Linked DNA regions of Mus musculus: regions 2, 3 and 4 are each linked to region 1. A link is a contact called in public HiChIP or PLAC-seq and promoter capture Hi-C data. All regions are on one chromosome and are shown on one strand. Each heading gives the region's core, a stretch centred on a gene start, on an enhancer-like site or on the middle of the called end of the contact. The rest is flanking DNA. Distances are from core to core; before and after follow the strand shown. Region 1 has its middle 14 kb from the start of Ccdc32. Region 2 holds the start of Ccdc9b (coiled-coil domain containing 9B). Region 3 holds the start of Disp2 (dispatched RND tramsporter family member 2). Region 4 overlaps Ivd (isovaleryl coenzyme A dehydrogenase).

The links. Promoter capture Hi-C pulls out the DNA fragments that hold promoters and counts their contacts. HiChIP or PLAC-seq counts read pairs in DNA pulled down with a chosen protein or histone mark.
Region 2: an H3K4me3 HiChIP or PLAC-seq map of bone marrow-derived macrophages shows a contact between it and region 1, with 3 times the contacts expected there. The contact joins the promoter of Ccdc9b here to the enhancer-like site in region 1. A contact is called at or near these places in 2 of 39 promoter capture datasets (the HPC-7 cell line and liver), 1 of 15 datasets of contacts at CTCF or cohesin (large pre-B cells), 2 of 484 Hi-C or Micro-C datasets (the AML12 cell line and bone marrow-derived macrophages), 4 of 115 datasets of contacts at active chromatin or transcription factors (bone marrow-derived macrophages, embryonic stem cells, pancreatic cancer cells and 1 more) and 2 of 9 other capture datasets (adipose tissue and embryonic stem cells).
Region 3: a contact with region 1 is called in a promoter capture Hi-C map of the HPC-7 cell line, with 2.7 times the contacts expected there. The contact joins the promoter of Disp2 here to the enhancer-like site in region 1. A contact is called at or near these places in 7 of 39 promoter capture datasets (the C10 cell line, the HPC-7 cell line, fetal liver and 2 more), 3 of 484 Hi-C or Micro-C datasets (the AML12 cell line, the G1E-ER4 cell line and bone marrow-derived macrophages), 1 of 115 datasets of contacts at active chromatin or transcription factors (bone marrow-derived macrophages) and 1 of 9 other capture datasets (adipose tissue).
Region 4: an H3K4me3 HiChIP or PLAC-seq map of bone marrow-derived macrophages shows a contact between it and region 1, with 3 times the contacts expected there. The contact joins two enhancer-like sites. A contact is called at or near these places in 2 of 39 promoter capture datasets (liver and macrophages), 5 of 484 Hi-C or Micro-C datasets (the G1E-ER4 cell line, bone marrow-derived macrophages, embryonic fibroblasts and 2 more), 3 of 115 datasets of contacts at active chromatin or transcription factors (the 230-238 cell line, bone marrow-derived macrophages and large pre-B cells) and 1 of 9 other capture datasets (liver).

Annotation. Positions count from the first base shown.
Region 1 is chr2:119,014,124-119,017,461 of GRCm38.p6, forward strand. No RefSeq gene overlaps it. Among named protein-coding and RNA genes, the nearest start is that of Ccdc32, 14 kb to the right of the region's middle. Within about 2 kb of position 1,833, at least 92 of the 459 cell types and tissues checked have an H3K27ac peak or open chromatin away from gene starts, as enhancers often do. A contact at or near this core is called in the 230-238 cell line, the HPC-7 cell line, bone marrow-derived macrophages and 1 more, where this site is marked.
Region 2 is chr2:118,761,186-118,764,523 of GRCm38.p6, forward strand. It overlaps Ccdc9b (coiled-coil domain containing 9B), which reads right to left and starts at 1,476. Exons shown (of 11, transcript NM_001001982.2): 1 at 1,321-1,476; 2 at 460-573; 3 at 104-211. The coding sequence starts at 1,467.
Region 3 is chr2:118,778,058-118,781,395 of GRCm38.p6, forward strand. Disp2 (dispatched RND tramsporter family member 2) reads left to right here and starts at 1,662. Exons shown (of 8, transcript NM_170593.3): 1 at 1,662-1,887. It overlaps Phgr1 (proline/histidine/glycine-rich 1), which reads left to right. Exons shown (of 4, transcript NM_001145644.2): 4 at 1-108.
Region 4 is chr2:118,881,803-118,885,140 of GRCm38.p6, forward strand. Ivd (isovaleryl coenzyme A dehydrogenase) reads left to right here. Exons shown (of 12, transcript NM_019826.4): 12 at 1-1,107. Among named protein-coding and RNA genes, the nearest start is that of Gm32798, 4.3 kb to the right of the region's middle. Within about 2 kb of position 1,674, at least 150 of the 459 cell types and tissues checked have an H3K27ac peak or open chromatin away from gene starts, as enhancers often do. A contact at or near this core is called in the 230-238 cell line and bone marrow-derived macrophages, where this site is marked.

The DNA.
Region 1 (3,338 bases), core at 583-3,082:
GGGAGGGAGGAAGGGAAGGTGGGAGGAGAGGAGGATGGGAGGAAGGGAGAAGCACACAGAAAAGTGTACAACTTGGCCTCAGAACTTAGCACCTCTTGTGCTGTGCTCTGTTAGCAAAACAGTGACATAAAGGTCTGCCAAGTTCAAAGGGAGAGAATATTGACCCGACATCTCAGTGGAGGAGTGTATAATCACCCTGTAGTGTGAACACATGAGATGTGATATACTGAACCAGCCATCATTGGAAAATACAATTTGCCGCATATAATTCCAGTTGTCGTGGAACAGGAAGAAAATAACTTAAAATAAATCAAGTTAGAAAAAACAAACAAAACAAAACCACAAGCCCTGTCCTTATAGAGATATATTTATCACGTCTGAACGGGGATAATTTGTACATCTTCCATCAATGTAACCAGGTCATGTCCAGGGTATCATAGCCAACTTTCTAGATGCAAACCTGATGTTGTCACTGCCCTTCTTTAACCGGCCATTAGCTCCTCTTCCCTGAAGCCCTCCACACGGCCTTGCTGTATTAGCATCTCTTGTTTTGGCGCCTTCTTTGCTCTCTATGCTCCACTGAACAACGTTCTCAGGATCCTTCAAACACCCTTTCGCCTAAGCTCTTTGTACACACTTAGGCTCCCCTATACTCTCTCTCTTTTAAAAAATATTTATTTATTTTTTTTTATTTAATATATATGAGTGCACTGTAGCTGTATAGATAGATGGTTGTGAGCCTTCATGTGGTTGTTGGGAATTGAATTTAGGACCTCTACTTGCTCAGGTTGGCCCCGCTCGCTCAAGTCAAACCACACTCAGTCCGGTCCAAAGGTTCATTTATTATTATGTCTAAGTACACTGCAGCTGTCTTCAGAGGCACCAGAAGAGGGCGTCAAATCTCATTACCAGTGGTTGTGAGCCACTATGTGGTTGCTGAAATTTGAACTCAAGACCTTCGGAAGAGCAGTCAGTGTTCTTACCCGCTGAGCCGTCTCGCCAGCCCCCACCCCACCCCCATACTCTTAACACTCTATTTCTTCCTGCTCCGACTGGTTCTTCTGCAGTGGCTTCCTTAAGTGGCCTTTCTCCAACACCTGCCACCAGCTGGCCTAGGGCTCTCATCTCTCCTCTGCAGGTGCTCAGAAGTGCCCTGTACTTACATTTCCTTCTGTTGGGGTTCTACTTTATTTACCACCACACCCAGTGCCTGGAGCAGGACAGAGGCTCAGCACACGATGGTTGGCTGAATGGATCTCTGCCTTAAATAGTCTACTGCTAGGCTCGAGTAAACAGTGCTCCCACAAACTATGACTACAATGACAGCGTCCTGTCTCGACTCCTGTAACTGAAATAGAGCCGATGCTGCGTGAGGTCGTCTGAAGAAAATGTGAGCAGTTTTATGTGGCTTGGGGAGGCAGGATGGAAGATGTGGCTCAGGGCATCTTTCCTCTTCCAGCAATCATCTGGTTAGGCAGGCCTGCCTGAAAGGGACACACCTTGGCAACAGTTGGTGGGATACTTGTTTATGCTGTGTGAACGTCCGGAGCCTATTTCTGGAGCAGGTACTGGATGCAAGCCTGTGCCATTCCAGCACTGACCTTGCCAAGCCCTGGGTGATGAGTACATACGCCAGAAAAAAAAAAAAAAACAGTGCCAGTCACTTACTTCCCTGGCTCCCACCCAACCTTCCCTGCATCTACCAGGTCATTAATGCCTTATCCCTGGCTGGTAATTACCTCCCGTGACTGAGGCTGAGCGCTATCACTGCGGTTGCTCTACCGTGTCCTTCAGTAAGGACACGGAAGGAAGCTGGGTGACGAGGCTCTCCCCAACACTCGCACTTCACCGATTTAAGGAAGTTCTCCCTAGAGCTTCGGGGTGAAAGGAACCAGATGAGTGTTTTAGGCCAATCTTATCTTTCCTATGGTTAGTCTAATTACTGAAAGGGAACTGGAACACAAAGAGGTCATTTGACTTATTTATGACCACACAGTAAGCCACAGGACAAAGATAGCACCCCAGATGCCTGGTTTCAAATTTAGTGCCCCTTCAGGAGCTTAAGACAATTCTATATGAGTACAGAGTTGGCTTCAGGAGCTGATGTCAGATTCGGTGTAGGTTAATGGGGTTTCACTTATTAAAATAATAAATAAATAAAATTAATAAAATACTTAGGTAAGTGACCATAGCTAAAACTTGCTGATTTTTTTTTTTTTTTTTGGTTTTTCGAGACAGGGTTTTTTCCTGTGTAGCTCTGGCTGTCTTGGAGCTCACTTTGTAGACCAGGCTGGCCTTGAACTCAGAAATCCACCTGCCTCTGCCTCCCAAGTGCTGGGATTAAAGGCATGCGCCACCACGTCCAGCACAGCTTTGCTGAATTCTTAATCAAGATGGCTGGAGCTCTGAGCCCTTCCTCTCACACCTCCAGCAGGTTTTCTCAGAATCAGTCTTCTGCCTTCTCAGACCACAACGTCTGTGTTCTGCTTGTTGTTGTTGTTGTTTTCAACATGTATTTTTTTTATCTGTCTGTAGGGGGGGATGGTGCCCCCAGAAGCTGTAAGTGGGTGTTGGATCCCCTAGGGTTGGAGTTACAAGCAATGGTACGCTGTCTGGTGTGGGCACTGAGAACTGAGCGCAGGTCCTCTGCAAGAGCAGCCAGTGCTCATAACTGTTGAGCCATCTCTCCAGCCCCCAAATGTCTATTTCTGAGGTAGAAAATAGGAGGTAGAGAAAAGAAAAAGCTAAGATTTTTGCCTTAATTATAGAACCACTACTTTTGGCTATAAAAGACTGTCTTACGGTCCCTAGGACCAGCTGCTCTTTGGTAGAGTTCCTCTGAACCTTACTTGTTTTCTTCCTTCTCGTTCCGGAGGAGGAATGGTTTTCTTTTATGATATGGGATGAAGAAAAATCTTAGCTTTTTTCTTTTACTCCTCCCCATGTAGCCGAAGCCATTAGTTGGCCCCAGAGGAATAGAGAGGTCTGTCATCTGGCTTCCAGAGAGAGGGGGGGGGCAGCTAGAGAGCCTGGGGCAGCACTGGATTCTATCAGTGTTCAGGCTTCCCAAGGTGCCACCAAGGGCCACCTTTTATATCAAATATATCCAACTCACCAATAGTAGCAGGAATAGAGCTGACACTGGTAGTTAACGACAAAAGAGCTGAGAAAAGTATATCTGGAAATGATCAAGCATTTCTGCCATTAAGCAAGTATACGGTATGACCTACCTGGCTCCTATCCTCCTCAATATGGCAAATACTTTGATTTGGAAATGAGCAAGTGTTCTCTAAAAAGTTTTAGGCATGGTTCCTATCATATCTTATCGTCACTGTCAC
Region 2 (3,338 bases), core at 226-2,725, 250 kb before region 1:
TGCTGGGAGACACCCAGAAAGGCAATTAGGAGAAATGGGATAGTGTTAACACCCCAGGCATGGTCCAGGCCTCAACCCTGCCTGTCTCCAAGGTGAGACTTACACCGGGAACCTGGCTGATGGTGACCGTGAGGCTGTCGGGTTGGAGGAGCCCTGGAGTGGTCACAGCCATGCCCCCCTGCTCCGCCTGCCGACGATCTTCCTCGATCTCCTGTGGGAGGGCCTGAAGTCAGCAAGGCCATGGCCCCCCAGGCTCACAGACACACAGACACTGACAGGCCTACACAGAAAAACACCAATGGGACACCAGGGGGCAGAGGCACCACATCACCAGTGCCCAAGACTTTGATGGGGGCATGGGCTAAGGCCCTCAGAGAGAACCCACTGTGTAAACAGCCTTTTGAAGGTAGCCAGGGACCCCAGCCACAGGAGTCCTCTCAGCCGACACAACACACTCACCTGGTACCTTCGTAGTAAGGCCTGGTTCTTCTTGCGCAAGGCAACTATCCTACGGTCCAGCTCGGCATCTTTTTCCTCATGCCGGCGCATTGTGGACTCGGCTTTGTGGGGCCCCTGTAGAAGGCATGGAACCCAATACAAGGAACGGATTTTAGCCCCAAGCTACAGCACCCAGGGTGAAAGAGGTTTCTTAGGAAGATGGTCTACAGAGGGCCAAACCCCACCCCAGTGAGGCCTGTCTGCCAGTTTGCCTACTGAGGGCTCAGGTCAGGGTTTCATACCCAGGGCCTCGGCTCCCAGCAGCAGGCTGCCCCTCCCCCTGGCTCCCCAGGGGGTTCTGCTGTGAGCACAGTCTGGAATGAGAGTTAAAAATGGCTCTGGCAGCCGAACCTGCCGTGACTGGGAAGCTGCCAGGGGATTCAGGAGGTCGAGGGGGGACACTTTGCCTCCCAAATCTAGAACCACACACACAGAGACAGGCTTTAGCTTGGTTCTGGCCTCCCAGGCACCGGACCCCACTCCCTAAGCCTGTGCCCAGTCCGAAGGAGAGAGCAGCTCCCACGGGCTCCGCGAGCCCTCCAGGTCTGAGCTGCTGACTGATGGGGCAGGAGAACAGCAGGCCCAGCTGGGAGCAACTCTGGGCCGAGCCATGCCTCTGCATCAAGATCTGCGGTTCTTCTCTGTCTGGCTGTGGGGTCTATGTTTTGCTCAGCGCCTTGCCCGGCCCACCACCTGCCTCCTCGTGGCTCTCTTTCTCCCAGGCCCAGCTGCCACCAGCTGTCCCCAGAATGTGGCTGCTTCGTAGCTTAGCTCCCTCCCATCCTCTAGAAGCCCCCCTGCCAAAGAGGAGGTGCCACTCACGGCCAAATGCATGGAAATACCAGGCGCTGAGAGAATTTCAAAACAGCTCCCGGGAGCCAGAGCTGGAGGGAAGCTGGAGCCACCAGAGCCGGCCCTGTCGGCCTCTCCCTGCCGGCTTCTGCTTCGCTGCTCAGCACAAGAGATCATGTTGTGATTACAAAAGAGCGCTCTGGGCTCCCAGCCAGGAACGCCTAGCCGCCACCCCCACCCTTCCACTCGCAGAGGGCGAGGACCGGGGCACCAGCAGCCGGCTGGTCTTGTCTAGCACATATCCCTGCCCTGCCTCAGTGTCCTCGCACAGGAGATCTAGGCACGAAGGGCCCACTTTCACCTGTGATCCTGAGCCCCAGTAAGACCCGCCCGCCTGTGTGTGCCCACAAATGGGATAGCTGGGTCTTCATCCCTCCCACTAGGAGAAAAAGGCAAGAGATGCAGGTTCCACACGATGGCTGACGGCCCTCCCTCGGGGCGTTTCTCTGCTTTCCTGCTGGCTGTCCAGTCAGCGCATTTAAGTCGTTAGATAAGAGTGAGAAACCTCCTCCCCAAGGCCATCTCACACCACCACAGACCCAAAATGCCACTCTCCCCCATTTGGTTTCTGAGCTGGAATGTGCTTTTCTCTGTACTCCAAGCATGGCCACTCCTGGAGGCCTAACTCTCTGGGTCTCCAGACCCCTACCATGCTAAAAGGAGCCTTTCTATGGGGTCCTTAACCCAGCAGAAGCTGGGAACAGTTAGCAGCCCTCTTCCCTTGGGATCCTCTCACAGAGCCCTTTCATCCTGACACTCCCAGGATAACATTTGCAGACTCTCAGATCCCAAGAAAGGACACAGACTCCTTCCCCAAGTAAGTATCTTCACACAGCCGAGGCCAGTCTCTGCCCAGGGGTGCCTAGGTCAGCTTCAGTTCTTATGTGGTCCTGACTTCCAGGCCTTGACATGAGTGTCACAAACTCTGGCATCCCCTATGTCCCTGACTGACCAGGCCTCAGATATTTCCCCTCACCATAATCTACCCCCACCCCGGTCTCTAGCCACCATGCTAAGGCCCTTTGCTGTCCAGGCTCTCGCCCCTGGCCCCACACCCCCATCTCTGCAGCTCCTGAGTTCCCATCCTGCTTGCAAATGCCACTGTGTACCCTCCTCCCTTCCTGCCGGATGTTCCCACTGAGTCAGACTCTTGTCTACTTTCCCAGCAACAGTGACGCACCCGAGCTCCTAGATCTCTCTCTCTCTCTGTCTCCCTCTCCGCTTTTGTCTACACACACATACACACACACACACACACACACACACACACACACACACACACACACACGTACAAGCACACACTTCCTCCACCTTCTCTGCACCCTGCCTCACAAATACTGCTGAGGTCAGCCTTATCCCAGAAACCTCCAGAAGTCCCAAGCTTCCCACTGTAACCGCCCCTGCTACACAGATCGCAGTCCGAGAGGGAGAGAGACCTAATGCAGCCCCCACTCTTTGTAATTTTAGTCCTTGATCAGGTTTAGAAAGGAGGGATGTAAACAGACTACAGAGACGAGGCCAGGTTTTTGTCCTTCTCAGCTTCCACTGCCAGCCAGTGTCAGAGCAGAGGGGTCAGGAGGCACAGGTAGACATCTGGCAACCCTGCAGATAGGATGACCCAGCCCCCTGTAAGAGCTTCAGGAAGATATCCTGAATGTAGACACAAAAGTTTCCCAGCCACCAGGCTGAAGTACCATGTACCCTGAACAGCTCCAAAGACAAGACTGAAGCTCCAGCTGCCGGCCACGTGTTTCCAAGTGTCACTCACAGCTTCTCACGCCCTTGAGCAGACCCCACAAAAACACGGTTTACCAGTCTGCTCTCCCACCGGACAGAGGCAGATTGCTATACTAAGTGCTCTGAGCTTCCCCCATTGCCTGGCCCAGTGCCCCCATGCCGTAAAGCCTCATTGCCTGCAGGATGAGTATGGAATTAGCCAGCACTACACTGTGTCACTGTGGGTACCTGTGCACAGGCTGTAACTGCCT
Region 3 (3,338 bases), core at 412-2,911, 240 kb before region 1:
CAAGATGAGGAGTCTGCATGGAATCCCCAGCTGACCTGGCACCGGGTCTAAACTAGAATTTTCCCTTGCAAATAAATAGCCTCTTGGAGGCCATATTTGTTGTTGTTAGAGACTGTCTTTCTTCATATCCGACTGGTCCTCAGAGCCCAGTTCTATCTAAATTTCATTACTATGAAGGCCAGATATCCGTCTTGGCATTCTCAGAAACTTGACTGAGTGGTACCCACAACATATCGCTGCTGAAGATCACTGATCTGATGGGGGCTTCCACAGCTCTGAGTACATTCTCACCATTTCCTGAAAACATACTGAACTCCCAACCTTCTTTTGTTACAGTCTCCTAAATCCCACTCCAGGTGAAGCATGCTCTGCCTGTCTTTCATGCCTTCACATTTCCAAAACCTCCCCAGCCAGCCGCAGCTCCACTGTCTCCAGGAAGCTTGCTTTAAAGCTATTCGAAAGAAATGTCTCTCTTTGTACCCTGCCCTTTCTCTGCCACAAATTGTAGATCAGAGGTGCTATCAACCATCTCCTAGGTCTAGCCACACCCTGGCCTCCTGGCACTGATTTAAGGCTGCCTTTATCTCTGCAGCCAACTGTAAGTCACTCAAGGCACTTACTTCTAAACCTCCAGATCCACTCAGCCCGGGCTCTAGAACCCGTGCCTGCCTAGACCAGCACTTGGACACAATTAAGGGATATCTTTAAGCCAAATCTCTTGAGTCTGACTCTCCTCAGCCCATTGCTTCTAGCTTGTCACCTCCATGCACAGCACAGCCAGGCCCAAAACAGCCTGCTTGTTGTGAAGTTTTTTTGTTTTTTTTTTTTTTTGTTTTTGTTTTGTTTTTGTTTTTTTGTTTTTTGTTTTTTGTTTTTTGTTTTTTCTTTTGCCTAACCAAATCTACCAAGGACTCCTCTACACTGAGGCTTCTCCTACTTCTGGTATTCACTATAATTCAACTACAGTTCTCTAGCCAGGCCTGCCCTTCCGACCAACACCTCAATTCCTTCACAGCTAGTCCCTCGTCGGGGCTGGCAAGTGCTCCGAAGTGGGTGGCTATCAGGTCTCTCTGTAGGTGGAGAGTGGTGGTAACTGCATGAAAGGGGCTGGGCATCCCTCCTCCTCTCACTCCCCCTATCCCTTGTTGCGCACTTAAAAGATTCGAGAAGAGGCTTTAATGTAGGAAGAGGCCGCAGGCTCAGAGCCAGGTCCAAAATGGGAGGAGTGACCCAACTCGAGCAGATACCCATCTCTCCCTCGGGAGGACAGAACACTGAGAGAAGCCTAGAGAAATAAGGGTATTTATGAGACCCAACCTCTCTGCTTCCCTGCGTTACAAAGTGTGGATGCCTGGGGTTCAAGTTGGGAGGATTTTACCCGGGTTGTTCCTTTTTAGTTTCTTGTAAAAAGTACAAGGCGTCCAGGAGGGACGGTCTGGCCATATTACTAAGGACAATGATGAGAGCTGGTCAGGGTAGAGAGGCCTGTACTGCAGCCTACAACCTTCGTGACAACGAACCCCCAGCCCCCCATGCTGCGGCTCTGCCGCAGCTCGTGTCCCTGTCTCCCCTCCATCCTTCCTGCCCTCTGTCCATTGGCGGATTTCTCTTCGGCCCCGCCCAGCGACTGGCCTCTGGAGCTGACGCATGCGCAAGATCCCACCGCTGCCGCTGCTTCAGCACCAGAGCCCGGACAGCGGCGCCGCCCACGGGCATGGACGGTGGTAGCAGCCCCAGCTGCTGCAGCGATCTTCTCTTTGCCAGTTTCTGAACCGCAAGCAGCGGCCTGAGGGGAATACATTAGCCCCAGAAGGCAGCTGCCGGAACAAGTAGGAAGAACCCCTCCGTAGATCCTGCTGGAAGATCTTCTCAGTAAGCCTGCATCAGGTATCCTAAATAGCCGCCGCCACATATCACCTCATCCATTCCCCAGCTCTCTTCTGAAAGCCTTTTCCCGAGGCGAGTATGATTGTACACCTTCATTTTGCCTGGCTAGTTCATCCTCTCTCATCGACACTTGATAATACCAGTTCTCGTTGCTTTCACCTCCTGGGGGACCTGCCCCACCCACTGTTCTCTCCTTTCCCCTAAGGCCGCAGATGTCCATTTCCTTAGCTTCTAGAGCTTCCCCAACTCCCTGAGGCCTTGCCTCTGCGTCTTTGCAAAAGGCCTCAGGACCGCAGCTATGTCGGTCTGCATGTCAGTGAGCAAAGGGGTGTGCATGTACAACGGGGGGAAAAAAGGCTGGCCAAAGCAGGTATCCTAGGGAGAGAAGGCGACATTTGGGATCTACACCACGGGCTGACTGTCTGTCCATCACCATCAGTTCCTTGTCTGCCCACTGCCATCGGTTGCTCTGCTGCCCAGCAAATCGTTGTTTGTTTTCCCTGCATGGCCTCCTGCTTGTGTACACACTGGCTTTAGCCTCCGTGTATGGCAAAAACTAGACTGAAGCCATGACCGCTGAAGGAGCCTGGGGGGGGGGGTGGAAGAGAAAAAAAAAAACCACCTTCCCACTGAGCGCCCATTCCCAGAACTGGGTACCCTTCATTTTTCTGACTTCATCAGACGTGTGGTGGAACAGTCTGGCCAGGTAGCAATATGGCGCCATTTGTGTGTCCTGCCTGACTCTGCCGCCCCCAGAATCTCTCTTCAGACATGACACTTCATCTCTTTCCTGCCTGGACTGAAATAAAAGGCATTTTTAAGAGGCAAAAGGCAGTTGCAGACACCTTATCTCAGATTATCGGATTTAAATTGTACATTCTGTTTCTCAGAAGCAGGAGAAAGCCCCACAGGTGGAAGCAAATGTTTTCTCCCTCTTTTATTAAATTATTACCCTGAGAGAGATAAAATCTTATTCAAGAGGGCAAATCACAGTATGGGTATATTCTCCAGACCAGAGCACAGGCCAGGGACTCTGCTTGGAGCCACAACCTGACCAAAAGAAGGTGGGACTGGGGCTGGGGGTAGGGGTTGCAGCTCAGTGATAAAGCATTTTTTTCTAGCATTGGCAAAGCCTTAGGCTCCATCCCCAAGCACTGCAGAAAAAAGGGGGGGGAGAGGAGGGAGGGAGGGAACAGTGACAAATCAGGGCAGGGCCCAGGACCAGGAGCATCTGTACAAGGGGCTACAGCATCATTGGCTGTCTGGCACATCTTGCCAAGGAACAGTCCTGTCTGGTCTCTTCATTTCTCCCAGGCATGGGAACTACTTGTTCTCTTCCAGCAGTCCTCTGGAACCCCTGCTGATCTCTGAAGTTCCCCAGAGACCGTGGATACTACACAGGCATAACAATTTTGTTCAACTCAAGAGAAGAAACACAAATATGCTCCTGT
Region 4 (3,338 bases), core at 424-2,923, 130 kb before region 1:
TTGAGAGTTTTTTTTTTGGGGGGGGGTTGCTTTTGATTCAGAGTCTAACTGTAACTCAGAATCCTCCTGCCTCTGCCTCCTGACTGCCAAAATTATATACATGAACCACCACAGCTGGCATATCTGAGTTTTGTTTCATTTGTCTAGCTATATAGCCCAGGCTGGCCTTGGACTCAAAGATCCTCCTCTGCCTCCCTAGTTCTGAGATTAAAGGCACGTGCAACCACCACACCCAGCTCAAACTCTGCAAGGTTGTTTTGTTCTTTTAATACTTGACTTTTTCAAGGTCAGAATTGGAGCTAGGATCCTAATGGGCTAGCAACAGGGACATCCCAACCTTGGGCCTCCCAACCTTGGGCCGTCACAAATAGCGCCCAGGCCGTGGATTACCACATTCATGTGAGTTCCCAAAAATAAAGACTGTTTTTCCTGGCTCCCAGCCCAACAGTCTTAGCCTAGGTGGAGTGCTGAGGTCTGAGACAGGTGGAGTCAGCACCTTAGCAACCCCACACCCGTCCCATCTTAAGAGGGGGTTCATGAATGCAGTAGATACACTGACCAGCTGAGGAAGATCCCTGGAACAACCCACAGAAGATGATCAAAATGAGGCAGAGGACCTGCACGCCTGCAAGATTGTCACCAAGCCAGACAACCTGGGTTGGAGTCCAAGAACCCATATGGGGGATGGAGAGTTGCCCTCTGACCTCCATAAGTTATCAGAAGGCAACATGTCACCCAGTCATGCCATAGGAACCCTACCAACGAGAGTGTGCCCCAGAAGTTCACCTGTTAAAAACCTCAGTCCCAGCCATTTGTTAATGGTTTAGGTAGTAATGACTTTAGTGGCTTTATAAAAGGGAATCTTAAACTAGTGTGCCTGCTCTGTCGTGTCAGGTCTCCTACCATGTTATCAGGCAAGAGAAGAACACTGGAGTTGGGAGCGCCATGCTTTTGATAGTCAGCCTCTGGAACCATGAGCTATAATTACCCAATCTGTTTGTATCCAGCTATAGCAACTGAAAGGAAGAATGTGATTGTTTTTCTGAATTTTTTTTTAATGTGACACACAAGAAATGTTTTTAAATAAAAGACAAAATAAAAACTATGTCTGAAAAGTGGATGGGAATAGTGGGGGTGGGACGCTGCTAATGAGAAGTGTTAAGTGTAGCCAGGTCTTGTGCCTTATCAGAATCTAGTGACAAACACCTGGGCTCCCTAGGGAGTGACACTGGGCTAAGGCAGCTATATGGGGGTTTTTGTTTGGTTGAGTTGGTTTGGTTTTGGTTCCCAACCCCCACCCACCCCGCTGATAATCCAACTTGGGCCTGGAGAGAGTTTCTCCCCAGGGACCAGAGTCTTAGCCCCACATCCCAGTGGTAGTCCCTTGTAATATTGCTTCACTTCACACATCCACTCCTTCCCTGACCTTTGCAACCAACTGAGTGCTCAAGGCAAGATTGCTTAAGGATGCAAAGCCCTGCTGGGTGAGTTGCTCAAACCTAGGAACGACGGGTGAGCCAGCCACGCTCTGACGCCCGGGAGGCTGGGTGGGGCCCGAGCCGGAGTAAAGCAACAGCACACAGAGTGGAGAGAGCGTCTAGCACACAGCGTGCCCTGGTGGGGGCTGGAATCCGCATGGCCATCGGTTATCTGCTTATGGCGGATCTAAAGTGCTCTCACTTCTTAAGACTCCTGCCTTAAAGCTCTGCGGGCGGCCGATTGCAGCGAGGACTCCCGGGACCCGCTCAGTCAGCGCTGCGTGGAGCTCGCCTGACCCCTACCGGCCATCCGCGGACTCGCAGGCGCGGTGACTTTCTGGACGCTCCAGTTTCCCACTCGTGCTCTGGATGCACGGTTTCCAAGACTGAAATTTCCCCAGAATTTGTATTTTACTAAATGAGAACATTGAAAGATCACTATCCACTATCACCACCATCTCATACAAGAAGGCCAAACAAAAACAGGGAGACCATAAACAGCAAAGATGAGTGTGGTATTCTTTTAAAAATTATGGTCAGAGTTTAAAAAACTGTAATTTTTTTTCCAAAACTTATTTTATGTGTATGAGTATTTTTCTTGCGTGTGTATATGTGTTCTGCTTGTTAGTCTGATACCCGCAGAGACCAGAAGAGGAGCTGGATTCCCTAGAACGATGTTATGAGTTGCCTTGTGGGCAGCGGGGAAACCCATTCAAGGGCCTCTCAATGAACAAATGCCCCTAACCCGGGGGAGCCGTCTCCCCACCCTCCAAAACAATGTAAGTTTTTAAAAGTTTATTGAAGAGGAAAGCCTGTCCCCTCCTTCCCCCTGTACCATTCCCCCAGGACAAAACTTCTTTTGAATCTGTAAGGAGTTCCTTTTTGGCTATTCATGCTTCTAAGTGCTCTATTGATTGATTGGTTCGATTGTAGGTCCTCCTAAGGATACTGTTTTAATGTGCATAATTGTCATTTATGACAATCTTGTTATATGCTCATATTTTTTTCACTATCCAACAGGCATTTAGACAAGCCCCCAGATAGATGGGGGGTGTGGGGGGGGACAGGGCAGGAGCACATACCAGCCTCTTCTTCTGCCTATATTCCACTCCACAGTGGAGGAACTCAGAGCCACACTATGCAAGGTGGGGGCTCTCCCCTACTGTGCTCTACCTACTTCCTCTAACCAAGAGCCATTCAGAATTCGACTTCTCCACACCAATCCAACTTGCCTCCCTTCTTCCAGTCCAGGTCGCTGAACTGCACCTCCACCCTGAGCCAGAGAGAACAATGGAGCCTCCTCTGATGGAGCCAACCATGCATCCCAGCACATTTAAGGTCAATACAAAGGTTACACTGGGCATAGTAGGCATCTTGTATACCCAAGCACTCAGGAGCCTGAAGGAAAGGATTACAGTGACGTTGAGGCCAGCCTGAGCTATATATCCAGTTCAAGGCAAGCCTGGGCTACCTAAGTAAAAGGACTGGGAAAGTGCCCCCCAAATAAAGACCTAACATCTCAGTAGAGCTCCTTTGTCCCAGATGCTTTGGAGACTGAAGCAGGAGGATCACTTGGGGCCAGGAACTTGAGGCTACCTGAGCAACACACTAGACCCAGTGTTAATAAGGAAGCATGGTGCTGCGTGCCTTTAACCTCAGCACTTGGGAAGCAAGGTAGGCAGGTCTCTGTGAATTCGAAGGCTAGCTTAGTCTAGAGAGAGCTCCAGGTCACACAGGGCTCTGGAGACCTTGTCTTGGGGGAGGGGGACCTAAGGATTAGCAAAGCAAACACAATTTGGGTCTATCTTGACTCTTTCTGCAACTCCCCTCTCCGCTGCTGAGCACAGCAGCTGTGGTTGT